Linked DNA regions of Mus musculus: regions 2, 3, 4 and 5 are each linked to region 1. Evidence: chromatin contacts called from public ChIA-PET, HiChIP or PLAC-seq and Micro-C data. All regions are on one chromosome and are shown on one strand. The core of a region is the stretch at or near the end of the contact, and the rest is flanking DNA. Distances in the headings are between cores, read along the strand shown. Region 1 holds the start of Man1c1 (mannosidase, alpha, class 1C, member 1). Region 2 holds the start of Maco1 (macoilin 1). Region 3 holds the start of Rsrp1 (arginine/serine rich protein 1). Region 4 holds the start of Paqr7 (progestin and adipoQ receptor family member VII). Region 5 overlaps Rhd (Rh blood group, D antigen).

What was found. A called contact is a pair of places that touch in the nucleus more often than the background predicts. ChIA-PET counts read pairs in DNA pulled down with a chosen protein or histone mark. HiChIP or PLAC-seq counts read pairs in DNA pulled down with a chosen protein or histone mark.
Region 2: a Micro-C map of embryonic stem cells shows a contact between it and region 1, with 5 times the contacts expected there. The contact joins the promoter of Maco1 here to the promoter of Man1c1 in region 1. A contact is called at or near these places in 8 of 39 promoter capture datasets (the 3T3-L1 cell line, cranial neural crest, embryonic stem cells and 4 more), 5 of 484 Hi-C or Micro-C datasets (LSK cells, embryonic stem cells, granulocyte-monocyte progenitors and 1 more), 1 of 115 datasets of contacts at active chromatin or transcription factors (embryonic stem cells) and 3 of 9 other capture datasets (adipose tissue, liver and pancreatic islet).
Region 3: a contact with region 1 is called in an HNF4G HiChIP or PLAC-seq map of pancreatic cancer cells. The contact joins the promoter of Rsrp1 here to the promoter of Man1c1 in region 1. A contact is called at or near these places in 7 of 115 datasets of contacts at active chromatin or transcription factors (embryonic stem cells, epiblast stem cells, memory CD8 T cells and 3 more) and 1 of 9 other capture datasets (pancreatic islet).
Region 4: a contact with region 1 is called in an RNA polymerase II ChIA-PET map of memory CD8 T cells, with 406 read pairs. The contact joins the promoter of Paqr7 here to the promoter of Man1c1 in region 1. A contact is called at or near these places in 8 of 39 promoter capture datasets (the 3T3-L1 cell line, embryonic stem cells, hippocampal neurons and 5 more), 3 of 484 Hi-C or Micro-C datasets (bone marrow-derived macrophages, forebrain and primitive type A spermatogonia), 10 of 115 datasets of contacts at active chromatin or transcription factors (bone marrow-derived macrophages, embryonic basal ganglia, embryonic forebrain and 5 more) and 3 of 9 other capture datasets (adipose tissue, liver and pancreatic islet).
Region 5: an H3K4me3 HiChIP or PLAC-seq map of embryonic stem cells shows a contact between it and region 1, with 4 times the contacts expected there. The contact joins the enhancer-like site here to the promoter of Man1c1 in region 1. A contact is called at or near these places in 8 of 484 Hi-C or Micro-C datasets (the N1E-115 cell line, cerebellar granule neurons, differentiating embryonic stem cells and 4 more), 1 of 115 datasets of contacts at active chromatin or transcription factors (embryonic stem cells) and 3 of 9 other capture datasets (adipose tissue, liver and pancreatic islet).

Annotation. Positions count from the first base shown.
Region 1 is chr4:134,702,624-134,705,639 of GRCm38.p6, forward strand. It overlaps Man1c1 (mannosidase, alpha, class 1C, member 1), which reads right to left and starts at 1,667. Exons shown (of 12, transcript NM_207237.3): 1 at 322-1,667. The coding sequence starts at 846.
Region 2 is chr4:134,851,899-134,854,653 of GRCm38.p6, forward strand. Maco1 (macoilin 1) reads right to left here and starts at 1,447. Exons shown (of 11, transcript NM_025382.6): 1 at 1,140-1,447. The coding sequence starts at 1,219.
Region 3 is chr4:134,922,093-134,925,086 of GRCm38.p6, forward strand. Rsrp1 (arginine/serine rich protein 1) reads left to right here and starts at 1,533. Exons shown (of 5, transcript NM_023665.3): 1 at 1,533-1,675; 2 at 1,783-2,390. The coding sequence starts at 1,835.
Region 4 is chr4:134,495,408-134,498,188 of GRCm38.p6, forward strand. Paqr7 (progestin and adipoQ receptor family member VII) reads left to right here and starts at 1,354. Exons shown (of 2, transcript NM_027995.3): 1 at 1,354-1,629.
Region 5 is chr4:134,870,368-134,873,493 of GRCm38.p6, forward strand. All of the region lies in intron 1 of Rhd (Rh blood group, D antigen), which reads left to right. Among named protein-coding and RNA genes, the nearest start is that of Rhd, 7.4 kb to the left of the region's middle. Within about 2 kb of position 1,849, at least 19 of the 459 cell types and tissues checked have an H3K27ac peak or open chromatin away from gene starts, as enhancers often do. A contact at or near this core is called in differentiating embryonic stem cells and embryonic stem cells, where this site is marked.

The DNA.
Region 1 (3,016 bases), core at 417-2,916:
CGAAAACTAAGGACCTAAAATCCACTCCTACTAGCAACCCATCAGGGAAAGCCTGGAGCCCACCAGGGCTAGGAACTTAAAGGGGACGGGGGTGGTGGGGGGGGGGGGAATCCACCTGGAGGTTGGTAGGAGCCATGAACTAACCTAGTTATCCTAAAGTAGGCACCAAGCAAAGAGAGTAACTTCGGATTGAGGGGCGGTGCTGCGGCCTGCCTGAAGGGTCTTGGGCAGACCAGGAGCCAGGAGAGGCCAAGAAGGTGGGGAATCGCTTGCAGCTAGAAGTCTTGGCGGGAGGTGTGTGTTGGGGGGGGGGGTGCTTACCTCTTTGATTTTCTCTCGCTGAGCTCGCACCAGACTCTGGGACTCCTTACTCTCATCAGTCCTTGTCCCCAAGACCGGGTGTCGAAGGCGGCTGCGGAAACCATTGTAGTCGAAAGTGAACCGGACGCTCTCTTCCTGCGGCCTGAGGGCTGCAACCCTGTTGCCTTCCTCCCGGGGCCCGGTGGGGCGGGTTCGCCGCAGCCACCCTTTCCTACGGAGAACACCGACCAGGCGGCTGGGATCGTCCTCACCCGGGGCCGGAGCCGCAGGGGCAGGGTTGGGAGGCGGCTCCTGCTCTGACACCGAGTGGTGACCGGCGATTTCGGCCATCACCTCCAGGCCGGGCTGTTGGGTCCGCGAGGCCGAGAAGAGGCGCTTGAGGCGAGAGGAATGGGGCAGAAGGAACAGGGCGCCAAAGCACAGGGTGACGAGGCCCGAGAGGAAGAGCAGGAAAAGGAACTTCTGCGGCAGCCGCAGCCCCCACGGCGAGGCCGGGACGAAACCCGGCACTTTCCTCACCAGCATCGCGGCGCGGCCAGCAGGAGGGGGCTGTCAGCTCCGCCCGGGGCCCCGGGAGTCCTCAGAGTCCTCAAGGGTGGGGAGCAAGAGTGAAGTGGCTGGGGTCCCCGAGCAAGGCTGCGCACCTCGAGGCCGCCGCTTCGGGACCCGCCCGAAGTTCAGGGAGTTTGGAGCGAGTCCTCCCGCGCGGGGGCGGGGGCGCGGCGGCCTCGGCGGGGCCCGGGCGAGGGGGGCTGCTCGGCTGGAGCCCGGGCCCGCCGTGCGCCGCAGCCTGCCCTCCGCCTGATCCACGGAGCCCGCGCCCTCCCGCGCCTTCCCGCGCCGGAGTGGTCACATGCCGTCCGCGACGCCCTCGCGGAGGGTGCGCAGGACGCAGGCCCCGACCCGCCGGCACCCGAAGTTTCAGCCTCTGGAGCAGTTTGCAAAGGGAACCCCCGGGGCTTGCAGGGCGAGCGCAGCTCCTAGAGCGCGAGCCCAGCCGGTGGTGACGGCGCAGGGCCCGGCGGTCGGGACACGTCCACAACTTTGCTCCGCCGCGCGCGGTTGCCGCTCCCGAGGCTGCGCGGGACCCAGGGGCTTCAGATGCTCGCGCGGGGAGAGGGATACCCGGGAAGCGCGTGCGAAGCCTGCAGCTGGCCTCTGTCAGCCCTGGGCCTGCCGCTGAGCCAGGAAGCCTTGGCTCCGGCGCCGCAACTCGGGAGGGCGCGGGTCTCCTGCTGCGATCACCTGTTCCCGGCCCCGCGGCTCCGCTAGCCGCGCAGGCTCACCCGCCGCAGCTCCAGACGGGCCGCCGCTGCTCCGGCTCTCACTGCGACAGCGCCGCTGCCCCGCCCCCCGCCAGCCACGCCCTCAGGCCACGCCTACAGCGCGCCTCGCGCCCCTCCTCTCCGCCCGCCGCGGCACCGCAGTTCGGCCAATGGGGAACCTAGCCGGGAAAGATGGGCGGGTCACAGTCTGGGCCACGCCCCCCGCTCCAAATGCTGGCGCTGCGCTCCCCCATCCTGCTAGCTCCAATGGTCCAGCTGCGCGCTGTGGAGAGGGCGGGGTGCAGAGCGGAGAGAGGTCATTGGCTGCTTCCGAGGGATCCCCGATGGGCCACAATCACCCATTGGTTTCTGCCCAGCGTTCGCTGGACTCCGAAAGACCGAGACGCCCCCTCCACCGCCCACCTCCGCCTAGCGCCGCTCTGTGTTTCGGTCTCCCCCCGGAAGGGCCAGGAGACCAGGTTGTTCTGTAAGGCGCTGCCCATCGTTGGGCGACCCTGTCACTTCTCAGCACCAGCCGGGGATTGCCAGGTTGCTGGTAGCCAGGGATGCCCAGAGCTCAGACCAGCCGCGGTAGTACAGCTGCTTCGCTCTGGGGGGGATGGGGATGGCTGGACCAAACCCGAGAGCTGTGGCTGTGGTTATGTCTGGCTGAATCAGTATTTCCAGGGTTCCTCGCAAACCGCCACCAAAAATGTGGCCAAGGCCCTTGGGTGGGGTTGGCGAGGGATGCTAACATGAGAAGCAAGAAGAGAGAGGGACAGACAGAGAGAGAGGCGGGGACCTGGACATATGCACGGGTCATACATAGGATATGCATGTATGTGAACATTTGCATTTTTATGCATACAGAGGCTACCTTGTGGGTGTGTGCTTACATGCAAATATACACTTAATTTCAGCACGGACACCCTAGCAATTATGCCAAAGTGTATCTAGACAGGTCTATATAAGCAAAACATTGACGTGCACAGGCATACCCAAGCCACCTCCACAAGCCCACACATACACCGGCATGTGTTATCAGACACCGTGTGCCCCTGCCCCAAGACACATGCATCCGTGGACTTTAGTCCTTCCCTTGCTGTTAAACCTCACACCGGGGGCCAAAATAACACTGCTGTGTGGGTCTCTCATGCAAAACTCTTTATAGAGACAACAGCATAGGGAGAGACAAATTAAGAGGTATAATAGGCAAGGGGGAAAATATCTGCTTTCAGCTGCAATTTGAAAGACAGAAAATACTGCAGGGACGCCTTTCCCGGAGAGGAGGCAGCCCAGGCAGGCTCTCACCTCATAAATCTTTCTTCTTCCCTGAGGCTTTCTGCAAATGGGCTACTGAGGCTTGCTTCTAACCCTGGCCAAACCATTGCCAGCACGCCCACTCCTGACATTTAAATACCCCTGGCATA
Region 2 (2,755 bases), core at 197-2,696, 150 kb after region 1:
TGGATGCGATCCGTGGCTCCTTACGTATCATCTAGCCTAGGATTTTGACTTCTTACTCCTTTTAAACTTGAAGAATCCCCCTTCATGGTTAGGTAAGTCACCTGCCTGTGGAGGGCAGCCACTTCACACGTGTAAACAACCGCATGTGTAAGGTGTACAGCTATGCTACAACTTGGATGTCATCAGCTACCGCCTGTATTTTTCTCCAAGATTCACAGCAAGACCTAAACCGTAAGGCGCCAAGAGGACTCAAGTAAAGCCTTCAACCGCATGCTGAGCACTCTCTGTCGTAAACTAATTACTTCGCCTCGGAAATAGGCATTTCCAGAAAATAACCTCCGCACACAAATTGGGCTTGGGGAAGCTGTGACAGTCACCGAAATGCCCCATGAACCTGTTGTCCTTCTGTCCAGGAGAAGTGGATTCAATTTCTATTTAAAGGGACACCACTTTCCTTCATGAACAGAGGATTTAAAAAAAAAAAAAAAATCCCCAAACCTGAGTTGGGCGAGAATCCCTGCAAAATATCTGCTTGCAATTGTCAGAATGTTTGCTGAGGAACTGAGAAAAGCCGCGGTCTGGAGCGGTGTCACCGGCACGATCTGGGGGTATCAGCCTTGGGCGCTCCGAGCCAAGGTGGGGACCCCGTGAGGCAGCAGAGCGCAGAAGAGTAGCCGGCGTGGCCCCGCCCCGAGCCCGAGGGTCCCGCGCCCCTGGCAGCTCCTAACTTTGGCGGCTCGCTCGCCCGGCCGCACGCGTCCACGAGCCTCGGGCAGCCAACCCCCGAGCCCAGCGTGACCCGGGCTCGGTAGGGGACCGAGCGCACAGCCTGCTGGGGACCCCCGGGCTTCTGGGCTCCGGGCCGCGGGGGTGCCGCCCCTCCCCCCGACACACCACCGCCAACGGCGGCCCCGTGGCTCCCGCCCGCGCCCGCCGCGCCCTCCGCCTGGCCCTCGCCACACCCCGTGGCCCGGGGCGGACCCTCGGCTGGCTGGCTGGCCCGGCGCTCCGCGGGCGGCGCGCCTCAGGAGAGCCCCCGGCGCGGGCATGCGGCCTAGTCGGGGGGTTACATAACGGGGCCGGGCCCCTTCCGAGCGGCGCCCGGGACCCGCTGGCCCACGCCCGGCACCGCCGCTCACCTGCCGTAGATACCCTCGGTGATCCGGTTCCGCTTCAGGGGGCGGCGGAGCTTACTGCAGTCGGCGTTCCGCCGCTTCATCCTCCCGCTGGGGGGCCGGTGCCCGAGCCGCGCCGCCGCCGCCGCCTCTCACCTCAGCCGCCGTCGCCCGCCCGCCCCGCGTCGGGCCTGAATCCTACCCCTGCGGCCGGTCACACAGACATGGAGCCAGCACCGGGGGGGAGGGGGCCAGGAGGGGGGCGCCGAGCCTCCTCCGCCTTCGGAAACAAAGAAATGACAATTCCGGGGCCCGCCCGCCCCGCACCAGCCAGCCGCCCGCCCCGCCTCCTTTGCCGCGACGGACGGCCCGCATAGCCAATCGAAGGCGCCGCCGCGCCGCGCACGGCCAATCCCGGTGCCCGCTGAGGCAACACGGACCCTTAAGCCCGCCTTTTTGAAGGACAGAAGGACACACCAATCAGGATAAGGCCTAGACGCGTGGCCGGGCCTATCAGAAAAGAGTTAAATAGAGGCTTATAAATAGGCCCTATAAATATAACATCCTATATTATGCCTTGTTGCGAAGGTACGCTTCGCGGTTATTGGGCTGCGTCTCGCCGTGGGGAGGCCCACGTCGGCGTACACCGTGTGGCGCGGCGCCGCGGGCTCCCGCCTGGCGTGTGAGAACCGAACGGCGTGGTGCGCTGCGTGTGGGGACCTTGCGCTGACATGTGCTTCAGTCAGCCGCGTCCTTATGTAAGAGGGCGTCCCGGGAGCGCCGCCGCGGCCCCTTCTGCGGGCAGCCGAGCACGCAGCCATACCGGCCGCGTCAGCCGGGCCACGAATGACAAAGCAAACCACACACACATACACACACACTCACACACACCCTGCCAGCTTCCCGCGACGTGGTGACAGCGCGCCGACCAATCGGAGGTGGTGGGGCGGGGCCTGTGCGGGTCCGCCCCTGGTTCGCGTCACCAGAGAGGGGCGGCCCCTCGGGTGCGCGCGACGCCGCGCGGGGCTGCCGGGGGCGTGTGCGGCGGCGTGGCCGGGCTCCACGTCCGCAGGTTTGCGCAGGCTGAGGGTTCCGCGGGCTCCTCCCCGGCCTCAGAGGCTGCGTGAGGCGGTCGTTTGCTCTTTCCGCCCACTAGCTCTGTAGCTTACCGGTGAGGGCGGAACGGCAAAAAGACAAGTGAGATGCTCAGCGGGGAAACGCGTTTGCTGCCAAGTCTGAGGACCGAGTTCGAACCCGGGAATCCACGTGGTGGGCGGATAGAAGGAACTCCTACAAGTTGCCGCCTGACCTCCCACACGCACGCCCACACAAACACAGTTCCTAAATAAGTTTGGTTTTGGTTTTTAAGCGGCAAAGACTACCGGGCGTTGTTGGTGGCGCACCACTTTGATCCCAGCACTGCAGAGGCATGTGGATCGCTGAGCTCGAGGCCAGCTTGGTCTACGAAGTGAAGACCGCCAAGGCTGTAACATGTACCAACAATTTATATAAACAAACAAATAATAAATAAATAAATAAATAAATAAATAGCAAAACCGGGGAAGTGTGGGAAAGTAGCCATAGGAAGCAAATCACTGGTGGCTCCTGACTACTGGCAGAAGCATTTTAGTGTATGTCTT
Region 3 (2,994 bases), core at 283-2,782, 220 kb after region 1:
ACTGCAGGTTGTCAGTAGTGCTCCACAAGCATTTTTTTCTTCTTTTTTTAAAGATTTATTTATTTATTATATGTAAGTACATTGTAGCTGTCCTCAGACACTCCAGAAGAGGGCATCAGATTTCATTATGGATGGTTGTGAGCCACCATGTGGTCGCTGGGACTTGAACTTGGGACCTTTGGAAGAACAGTCGGCGCTCTCAACCACTGAGCTATCTCACCAGTCCCACAAGCATTCTTTATTGCTGAGCCATCCTGGTGGCCACAGTAAGGTTTTTATTTCTTCACTTTCGCTGTATATTGGGGAAGGAGGAGGAAGGAGGCACGAACAAAGAGTCCTTATTTCTGTCATCTCCCTCTAAAATCCAGAGCTTCTGTAAAACCCTGCCTAATTTCTAAGAACACCATCTCCCAATATTGAAATAGCTATTTCGTTCAGTGCTGTTCACTTACCCACAGTTTTCAAGGTCAGATATGCCTCATGACATTGAGTGTTTGGAATTTGCCCTGGAAATAAGATTAAATGTCCTGTCCTAATCACACTTGTCTTAGAACAGACCTATCGGGCTCAGGAAATGGCTTACTATTAAGAGCACTTGCTGCATTGCCTAGCACAAAGTCTGGGTTCCCAACACCCCCATACTTGGTGGCCCACAATGGCTCTGTCTTCGGTGGCATCCTGTACACACAAATTACTCTCTCTCTCTCTCTCTCACACACACACACACACACACACACACACACACACACACAATCAAGGATCACTGTTGCTCCTCAAAGGTCAACTGTGGTCGTTGGAATTCCTGTCTCGACCTCAAATTACCTTAATTAGCTCAAACAAGGCCGTTAAAGCAGCCTTTCTAAATTAAAACTATATCTTCGGGGTCCAGGGATACCCCTCCCAATCTCCACCATAGGAGGAGCCAAGAAGGGAAGCTGGGCAGCGGCTGGGGGAGGGAGGGGACGACACATGACCCGGGGACGACCGAGGCACGGGAACCGACTTGTCCTCTGTGTCCTTGATCCAGCTTTTGAGCCGGCTAAATTCTTTGCTACCCTCTCCTTTTCCCGAATTTCAAAATCGAAAGCAGGAAAGGAAGCCAAACTAAACCAAACCAAACCAAACAAAGAAAAACAAAGTTGGGCGTGGTGGCGCAGACCCCCTAGCTGAGAAGCAGAGACATGGGGATTGCCGCGAGTTCGAGGCGTGACAGGGGTACACAGCTAGCTCCTGTCTCAAAAAAAAACTCAAGATCCAAAAGCAGCCAAGGACCCCACAAACAAACAAACAAAAAACCCTGAAGTAAACAAATCCTCAAAATACCCGGATGTAGAAGGCGGGCGGGAGTGGGGGATGGGGAGGAGGCGCGGCCGTTGGTGGAGTGACAACTGACGCGCATGCGTGTCTCCAAGGCGCAGCCAACATCGCTTGGCGATTGGACGAGAGTGGGACCCGCCCTTTCGCACGGATGTCTGTGCGCATGCTCGGCGCCAGCTTCCAGTATTTTCGATGCTGACGTCGCCACTAAGCTCAGTCCCAGTCTGGACTTTGGCAGTGGAGGTTCCTGTGCTCTCCGGTCGCTGGAATCGGGAACCTCGCCCGCTTCGGTTCCTGGTCGCAGAGAAAGGTGCCCGCTTGGCCTCTCTCGCCCTCGCGAGCTCTTCATCCGTTTAAGGTGAGTGGGGCCGCTTGGTCAGGGACCGGTTCGCCCTGGGGTGTCGCGCACGCGCACTGGGCACTGCGCGCCCCACCTGGATGATAGACTCTTGACTTTCTCTGTAGTTCCTAGACGCCGTTGCGTTTGCGGACCGATCTCCGTTTTCAGAAGGGAGCCATGTCCTCGGCCGCCATGTCTAAATACGTGAACGACATGTGGCCCGGCTCTCCGCAGGAGAAAGCCTCGCCGTCCACCTCGGGCTCGGGCCGCTCCAGCCGCCTGTCGTCGCGCTCCCGCAGCCGCTCTTCGTCCCGCAGCTCCCGACGCGACTCCCGCAGCTCTAGCCGCTCGTCCTCGCGCAGCCACAGCCGGCCGCGGAGGAGCAGACGGTCCCGATCCCGGTCCCGCAGGCGCCACCAGCGCAAGTACAGGCGCTACTCACGCTCGTACTCACGCAGCCGGTCGCGCTCCCGCAGCCACCGCTATCACCGCGACAGCCGTTACGAGCGGCCGCGGAGGTACTACAAGTCGCCGTCGCCCTACCGCTCCCGGAGCAGGTCGCGCTCCCGCGGGAGGTCGCAGCACCGGTGGTCGTACTACGCGATCACTAGAGGGCGGCGCTACTACGGCTTCGGCCGGACGGTGTACCCCGAGGATCGCCCCAGGTGGAGGGAAAGATCCAGAACCAGGTCGCGCAGCAGGAGTAGAACCCCATTTCGCCTGAGTGAGAAAGGTGCGTTTTATCAGGTTGAGGTTTGTGCCCTTGGTGGGGGTGGTGTTGGGGATTGAGTTCTGGACGCTTATCACCGAGCCACCTCCCCAGCTCCTCCCCGCGTTTAACTTCCTCAGCGCGCTGTGAGTCAGCCAGGGAGTCATGTGGTTGAGCAGTTTAGCTGGGATTTCGTAAGATTAGGCCCAGGACATCTTAACATCTAGGCCTGCGTTTGTTTTGGTGCTGGAAGTCTTTTGAGATTTCTTGAAGTGAGAGAGAGTTTTTTGTTTAGTTAGTAGTTAGGTAGAATATAGTTTCTCACGTATTTCCTTTCACCTTGTGAGTAAAGTCCATGCCGGATGTGACCGGTGCAGTAACCTGAACTAAAGTCCATTTATGGCTGTGGTGGTCAAGAGAGAGGAGGCTCACTCTTTCCTACTAGCTGGGTGAAGTCAAAACACATTTTTTTTTTTCATGATTTACTCAAAAATGGGTTTTGACTGGCCTTTCTGTTAAGTAACATGGCAATTTGATGTTACAAAGTAGGTAAGTTTGAGCTTGTGTGCAGACTCTGTATCAAGATTAGTAGTCTAGATAACTGTGCTATAAAGTTTATCAAACACTT
Region 4 (2,781 bases), core at 104-2,603, 210 kb before region 1:
TTACATATAAACCGTGGATTTGAAAACAAACCAAGAGGGGACAGGATGTGGTGGTGTATGCCGGAGACCTCAGCCTCTGCTTCACTTGTGAGCTCCAAGCAGGAGCTGGGTGAGACTCTGCCTTTAAAAACATACAAATGAACAAAAAACATACCACCTCTGACAAAAGCCAAACCAACCGGAAACAAAGAATCAAAGCAGTGAGAGCTTGACCTTCCTGCCAAAAATAGAAGCTGAGTCCGAGGCTTCTTCTAAGTCCTTACTGTTTGTTTTGTTTTGTTTTGTTTTGTTTTGTTTAAGATGGGATGTCTTTGTTTAGCGCTGGCTTTCCTGGAACTAGCTCCATAGAGTAGGCTGGCCCAGAACCCAGAGATCCCTTGCCTCTGCCTCTGGCTCCTGAGTGCTGGGATCAAAGGCGTGTGCCACCGCTGCCACCACTGTCTGCAAAGTCTCTCATTTTTATTCATCCTATCAGGACACAGTCACCATATGTTGCCCAGGCTGCCCTTGAACTCCTGGCTTCAAATAATCCTCCTGCCTCAGTCTCCAGAGTAGTAGGCACGGGATGGCAGGCCTGTCGGCTTGCCCCATGGATTCAGGAAATGTGGGCGTTTGTCTGAATTTGTTGAATGAGAGGCCAGTCTCTCACATACAATTCTCTTAAGATAATATGCTCATCACAGTACAGAGGGAAATTTTGCAGTTTCCAAAGACCTTCATGTCCACCGTTTGACCTAAACACCTTGTCAAGTGGTACTGCCATCTCTATAACACTGAGGCCCAAAAGAGCAAGGTTTGTCCAAGGTCGCAGGGTGAGCTGGGGTAGCAACAGGCTTCAATCCTGTTAATGTGTCAGGGCTCTAGACTCAAAAGCTCAGTAAAGGACAGGGCCCTAGCCTCTACCAATCAGGCCTCTTTACTCAAGACCCGGTCTGGTACTCCATTTTTGTTAGGTATGAACACCACAGAAGGGGCAGGCACATGAGGCACTGTAAGAAAGTATTTATTGGAGGCATACCCTGCCTATAAAAACCCACTGGGCTGTTCACCTTCTCTGCTGGTCCCATACCTGGAAGATGTGACAACCAGGAGTGGTTGTTCTGACAGAGATCTAGACAAATCAGGACAGGGAAAATGTCAGAGATCACGGGATGAGACTTTGATAAGCCAGAGAGCCCAGTTTGGGACGCAGCTCCCCAGGGAGAGCGACATCTGGACTACAGTAGCCCTGTGAGGCATGAGCGGTATGTGCTGAGCTCAAGCTTGCCTCAGAGCTCTTGGGACACTCATCCGACTCTCTTGCAACTATCACAGAGCGAAGCTTGCGCTTTGGGGAAGTGGGTAAACTCTGCAGGAGTCTGCAGCCTCTTATCTGAGCCTAGGTTCTCTGGGCCTTCTATTTTCAGACTGTACTGTGGCCGCAGGAAGTCCCGGGATGCGTCGTGGAGTGACCCCTCCTGCAGTCTGAGCTTGCATAACGCCAGGCGAGAAGCTGCAGACTGGCGGAGGCGGCTGAGCTCCCGGTGCCCAGCGCCGCCCTCCGGGCTTGGGGCGTGGCCGCTACCCCTTTATCTGCGACTCCAGCGCGGGGGACGCAGCAGACAGCTCCTAGCTCTGCTCTGACCACAGGTGAGACTGCTCCTGGAGATCCCGGGGCCGGGCCGGGCTGGGCTGGGCTGGGAGTAGAGAAGTGCTCCCCCGGCACGCGGGTTGGGGGTGTGCTCCTAGCTGCATGCGTGCGGTGCCCAGTGGCGGAAGTGGGCAGGTGGCAGAAGATGGGGCGAGGCCGAAGACAGCAGGACCCTGACAGCCGGACAGTTATGTAGGGGAGCACCTCCCGGTAGGGGTGAGGAGAGGTCACCAAGGGAATTAGCCTCAAGGAGGGGACCGGAAGAAGAAACGTTTGAGGTCACCCCACCCCCGGAGGAGCAGTGGGGGGGTCACTGTAAGGGAGTGGGGAGAGCAGAAGGATTATGGGAGGACCAGAGGTAGCATGCCATGGAGAAGGAGGACCAGGGCTGGAGTAAAGCCTATGAGCTTGTGGCTTGTGGAATGGGGAGAATAATTCAGTGTCGTCTGCAGAAGTTAGGCATGGGAGACAGCCTGTGCAGCAGGATCACACCCTGGGCAGGAACAACCAACCTCACAGGCTATGTGCTGCATTCTAGGAGCGAGGTTATAATGGGACAAGAAGGAGCAGGGGTGGAAGTGTGTGTGTGTGTGTGTGTGTGTGTGTGTGTGTGTGTGTGTGTGTGTGTGTGTGTGGTATGTTTTGCAGATCCTTGTGGGGGAACCCCCAAGGAAAGCTTTAGAGAGGTGGGAGGGCTACCAGGCCAGAATATTGGATCCCTTCCCTAGCGTCAGGAAAGCCAGATTGCCCTAGATAGGAAAAGAGACAAGGCCCCACCACCACCCTCAGCCTTAACCTGGGGGATTTCCTCCTAGCAGCCCCTGAAGCCCCTTAGGCTGCCTCAGGCTATGCACTGAGAGGAGGCTTGGTGGATTCCCCAAGCTGACTGTTCTTGTTGGGTACCCGGGGACACCATGATGAAGATCTTCCCTTTCAGGGTACTCCTTGGAACCGTGGGAGTGTCTGAACTTTGGGGGAAAATGTCCTTAACATTTCCATTCTGATCACGTTACTGAGTACAAATGGAGACCCACAATGCAGTGTGAAACACCAATAGTTTCTTGTTCAGTCCTGGAAGACGCGGAGGTAGCCTTTTCTTTAAATTGGTTGAGCTGAATTGGAGAATTGGTTTGCAAAGGGGGAGGCGACCT
Region 5 (3,126 bases), core at 599-3,098, 170 kb after region 1:
CTACAGTTTTCAGTCTTAAATGTATATCGCAACTTCGCGCGCGCACACACACACACACACACACACACACACACACACTTCAGGCTTGGCTCCTGAGGAATTTGAACCATCCTCAGGGGATGTGCAAAGGATGTGAGGTGTTCCTTGCCTTGTCCCGTAGCATCACCAAGATGGACAGGAGAAAAGGGACCCCACACTGCAACCTTCCTCCCACATCAGGGGAGAGAAGGTAGGGACTACTGAATGCCAGTCCTTAAGGCACCAGATGGTAGGGCCATCCTTGATCCTTGGCCACCTCCTGCATAACAGGGGTGTCATCACCCACTGACCCTGTGTGTGTCCTCCAGGGGAAGTGACTTTCAATGACCTCTGACACCAAAGGCACTTTCCAGTGATGAGAGTGTCCACCATGTGTGCAGAGCTAAGACTGAGGCCAGGTGACTTCTTCTTCTGGTGACTGATTAGTAAATAGCTCTCTCCACAAGCCAGTTCCTGGTCAGAAACACTTTCCTTCCACTGGCCCAAATCCCCTCAGAGACTCACTGCACACAGAAGGTGGGAAAATATGTCTCACCCATTTGAAATCCCATTTGTTGGCATCCTTTTGGCTAGGATTTGGGAAAGAAATTGCCAAAATCCCAATTGAGCAGATTGTCATGCGGCTGAGTCCTCAGGGGCTCACTGCCTGTACACAGAAGGCTGGAGTGTCCAGCACACAGTTTAATGGTGGTTTATCGTAGTAATAACTGATAGGTTATTTCTAGGCTGGTGAGATGAACCAATTCAAGCCAGATTAGAATATATTGACAACAGGCTTATTGGGAAGCAGCTCTTGGATGAGGTCACTGGCCCCAAGGACAGAGGCCAGAGAAGTCACCATGGGGAGAGAGAATGGGGTGGGGGTGGGGAGAAAGAGAGAGAAAAAGAGGAAGAAGAAGAAGAAGGAAAAGAAGAAGAAGGAGAAGGAGAAGGAGGAGGAGGAGGAGGAGGAGGAGGAGGAGGAGGAGGAGGAGGAGGAGGAGGAGGAGGAGGAGGAGGAGAAGGAGAAGGAGAAGGAGAAGGAGAAGGAGAAGGAGAAGGAGAAGGAGAAGGAGAAGGAGAAGGAGAAGGAGAAGAAGAAGAAGAAGAAGAAGAAGAAGAAGAAGAAGAAGAAGAAGAAGAAGAAGAAGAAGAAGAAGAAGAAGAGCCTCTGTGGGGAAGGGCAGCCCAGCCTCTAGCCTGTAAAGTTCAGGGTGGGGGGCAGGGTATGCCAAGTCCGGATGGAGGGATGTTTGGAGAACCTGCAGGCCAGGTTCATTTTGATATGTAAAACAAACACCTCGAGCGGGTTTCCGGCCTTGGTTCAAAACCAGGTGAGTCAGCTTATCTCTGGTCTGTGAAGGAAAAGGAGGAAGAAAGCAAGCTAGGGAGTTTTGTGTTGTTGTTGTTGTTGTTGTTATGGGGGTGGGGTATTTGGGTTTTAGAGACAGGGTTTCTCTGTGTAGCCCTGATTGTCCTGGAATTCACTCTGTAGACCTGTGTGGCCTTGAATTCAGAGATCTGCTTCTTGCCTCTGCCTCTTAAGTGCTTGGGACAGCACTAGGAGAGGTTTTTTTTATTGTAGATCTGAGGAAGAGTACAGCAAGAGAGATGGAGAGGGAGAGAGAGAGAGAGAGCTAGAGAGAGAGAGAGAGAGAGAGCCAAGAGAACACAATGTCAGGGTTATATAGGAAAGAGAAGGTGGGGGAAGGGAAGGGAAGCCCACTGGGCTGGATAAGGAGGAGGGATGAGGAGACCTGGGATGACTCGGTGCCTCTCAAGCCTGGAGGTGTGCACTTTGGTATGCTAATAGGCACCTGGGTTAGTACTTGTCCATGGTTTCCCTGGGACCTGACACCTTAGACCCCTGAGGGTCTTGGCAGCCCTTGCGGGCACTGAGCCTGATTGGAGACTGGCTCTGAGCAGGAAGTGGACTGAGGAAAAGATGAGAGTGTTCAGAGCAGTTGCTGGGGACCATCAGACTAGTGAGAGTGATGCCTTGGCCTTCCTCCCTCCCTCCCTGGAGACAGAAAGGCCTGATCCACTGCACTGGGGTCCAGACATCTGGGGCAGAGAACATTCTTTAGGAAGAACCTTCCTTGGGGTAGCCAGCAGGGAGGGCCTCTTTGAGAGCTTTGCCACTGTCCTGGGTGGCATTTTCACACCGTGCATGAGGTCAAAAGTGAAGATGAACATACACTGTCACCCTGAGACTTTGGAATTCTGAGACAGCCCACTGTGGAGGCTTGTGTGGATGTATGTAAATATAAGCCTAGGGACAGATGAACAACATCTGATGGCTTTCTGTCCTCAAACTGTCCCCCCCTCCCTCTTCCCACTGTGCCAAGGCCCCACAGTGAGTTGGAGTTGGTTTGGGTGACAATGTGGGGATTTTTGGTTTTTTTTTGTTTTTTTTTTGTTTTGTTTTTTGTGGGGTTTGTTTGTTTTTTGTTTTGTTTGTTTGTTTGTTTGTTTGTTTGTTTGTTTTGAGACAGGGTTTCTCTGTGTAGCCCTGGTTGTCCTGGAACTCACTTTGTAGACCAGGCTGGCCTCGAACTCAGAAATCCACCTGCCTCTGCCTCCCAAGTGCTGGGATTAAAGGCGTGCACCACCACTGCCCGGCGATTTTTTTTTTTAATGGTTTTTTAATGGTTCTTTTTCTTTTTTCTTCATGTGTTTTGCCTACATGTGTGTCTGCACCATATGCATGCTTAGAGCCTGCTGAGGCAAGAGGAGAGCATCAGATCCCCTAGAAATGACGTCACAGGGGTTGTGGGCCACCATCACATAGGTGCTGGCAACTAAACCTGAGTCTGCTGCAAGGGTAGGAAATGCTCTTAACCACTGAGCCACCTCCCTCCCCCTGACCCCAAGTATGTTTTAGAATGGCTTTAAATTTCTGATCCTGGGCTGGAGAAATCTAAAAAACAAAACAAAACAAAACAAAACAAAACAAAAAACTCATGCCCATCTATTATTTTAAAATATTTCACCTGTTGTGGTGGCAGAGACAGGTGGCTAAAGGGCCAGAGGCAGGAGGATCAATTTTTTTTCAAGATTTACTTATTTTATGTACGTAAGTATACTGTCGCTGTCCTCAGACACAAC